2 separate regions of the Capra hircus genome follow, and region 1 is linked to region 2. A link is a contact called in public Hi-C data. All regions are on one chromosome and are shown on one strand. Each heading gives the region's core, a stretch centred on a gene start, on an enhancer-like site or on the middle of the called end of the contact. The rest is flanking DNA. Distances are from core to core; before and after follow the strand shown.

The links. A called contact is a pair of places that touch in the nucleus more often than the background predicts.
Region 1: a Hi-C map of liver shows a contact between it and region 2, with 5 times the contacts expected there. The contact joins two enhancer-like sites. A contact is called at or near these places in 4 of 5 Hi-C or Micro-C datasets (blood and liver).

What each region holds. Positions count from the first base shown.
Region 1 is chr19:49,299,418-49,303,570 of ARS1.2, reverse strand. All of the region lies in intron 6 of B3GNTL1 (UDP-GlcNAc:betaGal beta-1,3-N-acetylglucosaminyltransferase-like protein 1), which reads right to left. Among named protein-coding and RNA genes, the nearest start is that of B3GNTL1, 72 kb to the right of the region's middle. Within about 2 kb of position 2,095, at least 1 of the 5 cell types and tissues checked has an H3K27ac peak or open chromatin away from gene starts, as enhancers often do.
Region 2 is chr19:49,102,457-49,107,054 of ARS1.2, reverse strand. No RefSeq gene overlaps it. Among named protein-coding and RNA genes, the nearest start is that of PSMD12, 37 kb to the right of the region's middle. Within about 2 kb of position 2,789, at least 3 of the 5 cell types and tissues checked have an H3K27ac peak or open chromatin away from gene starts, as enhancers often do.

The sequences.
Region 1 (4,153 bases), core at 846-3,345, 200 kb before region 2:
TGTGCTCTGTGGCCTTGTGGCCTCATGACATCCCCCTCGGGGTGGGGTGGGGGGCTCTGTCAACATGCCTCCAGCACAGACAACACAGTGCTTATGCATGGCCGTCCACACGGGTGATGCTAAACCGAGACGCCATAGCCAGGAGCTCTCCGTGGGCAGTTCTGCCCATAGGATGCCCAAGCAGGGCCAGAGGCTTGGTTCACACACATCCACACTCATCCCATGTGGACGGGGCCCAATTTACCGCACTTCCTGGTTCCAGAAACACCTGCTGAGCCACTTCCGATGTTGTCGTGGGCTGCGGTGGAGGAAAGGTGTTGGCGGCTGGACTGGTTTTCTCTGCAGGTGAGGGTCTGGCCTGGCGACCGGGCACACGCTGCCCTGGCCAGCTGCTGGCCCACCTGGGGGCCCAGCTGCTGCAGAATCCTTCATCTTGCTCCCAACCTGGGGGCAAATCTGGGCCAGGCAGCACCCATGTGCCTCCCTCAACTGCTGAGCGGCCAGTGTTGGCCCCAAGAACCACTGCTCGGATCTCCTGGGGCCTAGTGCTGTCGTCTGGGCAGCGCTATGCCAGCCCAGCTCTGGCCAGGAGGCGGCTCTGACTCCAACCCAATCCCTTGTGTCTGAGGTGCCAGTCATCCCACAGGCAGTCAGCAAGCCTGGCACCACCCAGGCTCCCATGCAGGGCGGGGGTGTCCATCCTGCTGTGCCCTGGCACCATGGCATCCAGTGGCGTCCTGCTCACCATGGGGCTCAGTGATCATCCAGTGGGTGAGTGGGTGGGCTTGAGGGGCAGGGCTGATGGAGGGAATCCGGCTTGTGCCTGCACTCTGCTCACACGTGTGCAGGCACACACGGCTGCGGGTGTCCACCGTGACGGGAAAGCAGGGAACAGACACCGTGTGGGGCTGAGTGCACCAAGGGAGCCCCGAGTGCATGGGCACAGGTGGACGCGCAGCCCTGGGCAGGACACACATGCTTGTTTCAACTGGAGGCCCCAGAGAGGAGCAGCCTAGTGACTGTTGGGTGTGCCTCACTGTCCCACCCTCGGCTCTGCAGGCCCTCGGCCAGCAGAGACCACACGATGCCGCGAGGGGTTGGAGGGCCCATAAATCCTTCCAGGTCAGACTCAGCTGCAGGATGCTAGAGGTCAGAGCCTCACATGCTGACTCGTAGGGGCGGGAGGCCTGGGAGAGTCTCCAGGCCAGTGAGAGGGGCAGGCTCCACAGGGGAACATGGCCTGCACCAAGGCTGTGAAAAGGCCCTAAATTTGGGGATAAGGAGTAACAGATGGCTAACAGGGCAGCAGCCAGGACCCCCAGACACCAGCTTCCCACGGGGGCGAGAGGAAGGAAAGTCTGGGCAAGGGGCCAGCAGCACCGCCACACCTCCGGCCCCTCCCAGCTCTGCCCGTGGGGACCTTACTTGTGCCGGCTGGGCCCTCAGCAGGCCTCGGCTGCCCCCAGACCTGGGGCTGTCGCCACATGACACCGACTGGCACCACCAGGAAGTTATGTGCTGCCCTGACGGCCACCCCTCCTTAGCCTTACGGCTCACGTGTCAACCATATTCTTGGCCTTGACATGCTCACAGCCCAGCACCTGAAACGGCTCCTTCACAAAGCCAACGCCAGGGATCCTGTGTCAGCGGAGGGAGCGCTGACCAGGTGGACCCCCACCCCTGGTCTCCCTGGAACAGGGGCCAAGGGCACTGCGCAGCCTGAGGCTGGCTCTGCCCTGGCTCCCGTGTGGCCCTGCTGGCTGCCGGCCACCCAGCACTGGGTTGGTGATAATGATAAAAAGGACAATGTCAGGAAAAGCCCGTCTGTCATTATTTGAGGAAATTGTTAAACTAACTCCTTTTAATGGGCAACGACAGGGAAGAATTATCCTTTTCATGACATTAAGCTCAAGCTTGCCCCTTGGGGGAACTGCCCTTTAGAGGAACATGAACTTGTCCTCCAGAAATGCCAAGGGTACTCTGTGTCCCTGGGGGTGGCAAAGCTGGGGGACCTACGATGTGGGGGGCATGGAAGTGCCACCCCTCAAGCCGGGTGTGAGCTCATGGTCCAGCACCCCTGTGGGCCCGGCAGGGGCGGCCTCGGGCTGGCTTCTCCCCTGCCGTGTCTCTACGGTCTCAAGCTCGGCTTTGCGGAACCCAACCCAAGTCATTCACGCCTGTGCATCCTAGGCAGGTGAGGACGGTGGGTGCCCAGGAGGTGAGCAAGGATCAGGAGTGGTGGAGGGAGGGTGGAGAAACACGTTTGTTCCAGGGGTGCTGCTGGCAGAGATGGGGGCACCCAAGAGCCTCTTGATGAAAGTAAGAGGAGAGTGAAAAAGGAGAGAGGGAGGGGAAGGGCAACGAGCTGCGTCTGGACTCCCCCTCTAGGACTCCTCAGCGCGTGAGGATCTTCTCGGCTCTGTGCTTTGATCTCCAAATTCACATTTCAACCTCCCCCTGGGGGAGGGAAGGAGGAAAGTTTTTTTCTGAATGTGCCACAAAGCCTCCATCCCCAGCGGGCTTTGCAGGTCAGCCCCCAGCCCCCACCTCAACCCAACATGGAGAATTCCTTAACACCCAATTTACATGGAATCATTTCAGATTATACTTAATCACCGAGAGCAGAACACCTATAATTTTGGGGGGGTTGCTCCTTCCCAGACATTTCTTAAAGCTTCTTACTTTCTCCGTCTTATCAACCCCCGCCTGCCCCAATCCTATTTGAACAAGACAGAACAGTTTCCAAAGCATTTCGTAATGTTTCTCTCGATCTACAAAGAACAAAGTGAGAGGACTCCGTCCCCACCTGCCACTCCCGGGGCACCTCTTCATGCCTCCCACTGAGCGTTGTTGGGGAGGGGCTGGCCATTTCTCGGGGCTGCACTTGCCACTCCTCACTCTCACCTCTTATCTCTTTCTTTCTCACCTTTTCACCTCTTTCTCCCGTTTTGGTGAACTGGCATCTCCTCCAGGAAACATCTCACCCTGAATGACCTGAACCACACCTGGGGGCATTTTGGCTCCAATCACGGCTCCAACGGAAAGGGCTGCGGACCTCCCCACTGTGGCCTGGCTGTGCCTGTCGTCCTGCTGAAGGTCATCTGACTCAGTCCCGGCACTCCGTGTGGAGTCGGTCACCATGCTGGGGACTCAGACCCATTGCCCATTGGTGCTCCAGCAGGGCCAGCAGGCGGCCTCCTAGCTCTTGGCTTCCTCTCTTCCTTCTCCAATCAAGACCCATGGAAATCAAGTGCAATTCTTAAGCAATTTTATGATGAATTCCCAAGGATTTTTTTTAAAATCAAAAGTAGAATTAAAAACAAACAAGAGAAGCCAGATTAAAAAAAAAAAAAACTTCCTTAAAATGAATGTCCAGAAGATGCCTGACTTTTTACCCTAAATCATTAAACATTTCTTCTTTTAAAGAGACACATATTTGATTCAAGTAGTCTAAAATATAATGACCCCCCAAGAGTCAGTTATTGGAAAAAAAGAAATTTGTGGGGTTTTGCACAACAGGGCTAGGAGAAGGGACGCCAACACTCTGGACCCTGCATACTTGGACTTGAGCACATGTTCTCCCAAAGAAGATACACAAATGGCCAATAAACACACAAAAAAGATGCTCAACATCACTGATCATTAGGGAACTACCAATCAGAACCATGAAATACCACCTTATACCTGTGAAAATGGCTACTATAAAAACGTAAACAAAAACAAAAACTGAAACCAGAAAACCGTAAGTAATGATGAGGATGTAGAGAAACTGGAACTCTCTTATATTGCTGGTGGGAATATAAAACACTGTGGCTGCCATTCTTCAAAATGATAAACATGTAATGATCCTGCAATCCTACTCCTGGGTGTACACCCCAGAGAATCAGGAACAGGGACTGAAACACACACGTAAGGCAACGTTCACAGGAGCATTAGCCACAAAAGCCAAAAGGTGGAAGTAACCCAGTGGCCCTCAAAACAATGAATGGACACACAAAATATGATACATGATGGAATATTATTTAGTAACAAAAAGGCATGAAATTGTGACAGACACAGGCACTGCCACCACCCTACATTGCCTGAAAGCAGAATGGGAACAAAACAATAAAAACAGGACAAAAAAAAAAAAGCGAAGAAAGTACAAGTTCGG
Region 2 (4,598 bases), core at 1,540-4,039:
TCTGTTAGTCTGATGGAGATGGTATTGGTGCTGAGCATCCCTTTGGGGCCCCTGAGTGGACTTTGGCTGGAAGTAGGGCAGAGGGGCTTCCCTGGTGGCTCAGTGGTAAAGAATCCACCTGCTAATGCTAATGGACCTGTCCTGCTAATGGATATCGATGACCCAGAGATATCAATCCCTGGGTCAGGAAGGTCTCCTGGAGAAGGAAATGGCAACCCACTCTAAAATATTCTTGCCCAGGAAATCCCATGGACAGAGGAGCCTGGCAGGCTACAGTCCAGCTGCTGCTGCTGCTAAGTCGCTTCAGTCGTGTCCGACTGTGCGACCCCATAGACGGCAGCCCACCAGGCTCCCCCGTCCCTGGGATTCTCCAGGCAAGAACACTGGAGTGGGTTGCCATTTCCTTCTCCAATGCATGAAAGTGAAAAGTGAAAGTGAAGTTGCTCAGTCGTGCCTGACTCTCAGCGACCCCATGGACTGCAGCCCACCAGGCTCCTCCGCCCATGGGATTTTCCAGGCAAGAGTACTGGAGTGGGGTGCCATTGCCTTCTCTGAGGCTACAGTCCATGGGGTCACAAAACAGTAGGACACGACTTAGTGACTAAACAACAACAAGGGCAGGGGGTGGAGTGGGGGTATGGGAGATCTTTCTAGAGGCCAGAAGGGGACAACTGGGGCAACCAGGATCACAGGAGGCTTCCTAAGTCCGAGGAATGCAGAGCACCGCACCAGTGGGGTAGCAGTTTTCTCGTCTATACAGAGGAGGGTTTATACTCTGGGCTCAGACACCCCTTCTTGCATTCCCTGGAGAGCAGCCTGCTCTGTGCCACCTGGTTGGAGCACATCTAAGCTGAGCTGGAACACAGGACAGGCAGCCAAGAACCATTGTTGAGAGTCCTCCTGGGAGGGTGTGGGCAGGGGCCTGGGCAACTGGACATCTGAGTGACAAGGGTCTGGACCAAGGGTGGGTGCTCTGGGCAAGGCCTCGCACACCACTCACACACTGCCTGCAGGAGCTCTGGACCCTCACCTGGGATGATCAGAACAGGTAGGTTGGGGCTCAGCCCTGCCCTGAGAGCAGGTAAGTTTCACTGTCTGGAAAGACGGCCCCACAGCAGGTCCACAGGGCACTCAAGCCCGGGGACCTGCTCGCTGCCCAAGGGGACATTCAGGGCAGTCTAACTGGGCACAGATAGGGCACTCTTGGGAGCACCTCCAGACTTTCACTTTATAGGCACACTAGTGGGACCTGTGGGCCCGCTCAGGTTTCAACTCATGGCCCTTTGTCCCCACTGAGCCTCTTTCTGTCAAAATGCACACACCCAGGGTCCTCTCTCTTAGCAGGATCTTTCATGTTGCACGTGTTAAAATGTCTCTACAAGCTGACCAAGGGCCTGTGACTCAGCATTCCTGCTCCCACACAGGTTTGCAGGGGTGCCAACCGACATTATAAATCCCAGGAGAGGCCAGCAGCTGGCCGGGCCCCACAGCCCCCAAGTCCCGGCTCTGCAGCCCTCCAGCCCTCCTCTCTCATCCTTCGACCTGCCAGAGCCATTGGCGTGTCTGATGGCTGTTACTTCTTAAGTTGCTCAACTCCTTTAGTTAGCTGCTACCAGTGCCCAGCTTGTCTTAATCAGCTACTGATTAAGATACACCCCATGTATCCCCAGGATAGGGTAGTGGGAGGTGAGACGTTCCCCAGGAGGTTGGGTGACGCAGCCAGGGAACAGAACCCGCGTGCTGGGCCTGCGGAGGCGGGATGTGGCCAACCTCTGAGAGCTGTGGGTGGGTGGGGTGCCTTCTCGAGCTGAGTCACCCACTGGCACCAGGAAGCCTGGCCGCATGACCTCCAAGCAGAGGCAACTTGGACTTGCTGAATATGAGCAGAGTTACTACTGTTTCCTAGAAGCAACGGGGAGTTGATGAGTTTCACTGAGCATCTCCTTCCTAGAATGGTCACCATCCCGGGGGCACCTCCAGGGTGAGCGGGGACAGGGTCGAGTGAAGTCATGTGAAGGGTGGGGACATCTCCACCTGCAGACACTGGGTGCTCCCTTTGAGCAGAGGAAATGGTTTGGACCCATTTTGCCAATGCATTTGTGAGACAACTTGTCTAAGTATCTTAGACCGAGGAAGAGATGAAGCTTACAGGACCCAGGAACTGCTTGCACACTCGGATACACAGACACACAGACACACATACACACACTGTGAGATACACCCAGACACTCACTCACAGGGAACACATCCACACCTCACACCCCTGCATGCTCAAAGACACCCACCCTGCCAGCCCTGCACACACCCTTGGCCTGATGGACAGGCTGGAGACCAAGGACCCCAGGCTGACCTGAGACTCCAGGGCTTAGAACAGAAGTGGCAAGAACATGCTGACTTTCTGCCTCGGCCCATTCAGGGACACCATGTGTGCACCCTGGGTTCTGCCCCTGACCTGAGCCTCTACTCTCTCATCCACGAAACAGGCATCAAGGGCTGACCAGGTTGCTTAAGTGGAACCACCCCTGAAGCATCAAACAGGGAGGGCAGAAAACACGGGGACGAGGTGGAGGGCTTCCCAGAGCTCTGGCCTCTGCATTGGTTCACCCAGCCCTCCCAGCACCGCAGCCTGACCACTCACCCTGAGTGCACACTCCCTAGCCAGCAGAGGAGCCTCGGCAACCACCTGGGGCTGCAGCAGAGGCTGCAGGGAGTGGAGGGGTCCCACGGGGAGGAAGCCCAGCCTGCTGCCCTTCCAGCGCTCCTGCATCGCCACCTGCTGGCCACGAGGAGCCTCGGCGTGCGCCTGGCACAAGCCCTGGGCATTGGCCCAGGTTCCCGGAGCCCCCCAGCAGGTTCAAGACAGTGAGTAGGGGTGTAGGCTGGCAAGGCCAGGGACCTGGCCCCCAGCTTCTCAAGTCAGGAAGGGCAGAAGCAAAGCTTTGGCGCCAGGAGCTGGGCTCTGTTCCCAGACTTCCTCTTGGAAATGGGCGAGCGCAGGAGGGCTGGACGCTGAGCCACCGTAACCGGCTAAACCTCCCAACCCTGCTCCTGCCCCAATCCTCTGCAGGCCTCAGAGCTGAGGCATCTCCTTGATAAAGCAGGGTTCAGGTAAGGACATCGGCTCCTATGGAATGGGTCAGCTGATTCCTGGACGCACCCAGAGCTCCAAGGACATGGCCTGATCTCTAGTCCAAGAGGTGACCCTTGGCAGGACACCCCAAGTCAGCGAACAGGCGGCAGAGGGTGCGAAAGAATATTTGGAGGAAACTGCTGCAAGTTTTGTGTGGCTTGAGTGTGTACCTCGAACTCCACTCTAGATAGTGCATTGCCTTTTCACCAAGCTGCACGATCTCTCTGCCTCTGGGCTTCTGCATTCCCGCTGCCTCTGCTCAGCCACAGCTCCTCCACACCCAGGTGACAGCAGCCCCGCCCTGCCCCCCGCCCCCAACACACTCACACTGGGGGCGTTCCCAGGTCTTGCTCCTTTGTTATTCAGGAGCCTGGTGTCATTCTTTGTAAAAGCTGACTCTTAACTAAATACAACAGTGTTAACAGTTCACCTAAAAAAATACATTAAAGCTTAATTGAACCAGATCTCCAGTCTCCAGGACATTCAGCTACAACTTGGCACTTAGTCAAGTCCATTTCAACTCATTACTTCACCCATCTAGTTTCTCTACCCAGCTCCAGAGAACGGTTTTTTGCCTTACCTGGATTGCTGCTTGGAGTTGAAAAATACCAGATTTCACACCCTGGGGAGGGGCTGGACAGGGGAGGAGAACAGGGACGAGGCCCGGGTGGTCCATCCGTCCAGCAGTGTCCAGAGCTGACTCCTGGAGGAAAGCCCACCCCAGGCACAGGCAGGTCAGAGCCAGGTGGGCCAGGTGGATGCCTGTGATGGCTGGTGCGGCGGCTCTAAGACACTGCATTTCAGACCTGTTAACGACGGGTTAACCAGACACATGCTTCAGATCATCACACTCTCCCTGGGTCTCTGGGCCTCAGAAATACATCAGAGGTCAGACAGGTAGAGACCCAGCTTTGCCTACAAGGTCCAGAAACCCAGGGGGAAACACTTGAGGCCTCATCACTGGGAAGAAGCATGTGTTGGTGACTTTCTGAGTGACACGAAGCACGTTTCCTGCATCACCTTTAAAGTCAGGCTGCTGCTGCTGCTGCTGCTAAGTTGCTTTAGTCGTGTCCAACTCTGTGGACCCCATAGACGGCAGCCCACCAGGCTCCCCCATCCCTGGGATTCTCCAGGCAAGAGCACTGGAGTGGGTTGCCATTTCCTTCTCCATGCATGAAAGCAAAAAGTGAAAATGAAGTCGCTCAGTTGTGTCCAACTCTTAGCGACCCCATGGACTGCAGCCCACCAGGCTCCTCCATCCATGGGATTTTCCAGGCAAGAGTACTGGAGTGGGGTGCCATCGCCTTCTCTGTTAAAGTCAGGCACCTGACTCCAAATGATCCTGGCAAAGGATGCAAAACATGGTTTCCCTGTTATGAGAGTGAAAGGGAAGAACCAGGAAGAAGGGAAGGGCAGAGGGGAGACAAGCTGTGAACGTTGCCCTCCTGCAGCCCTTCTGAGAACTGGA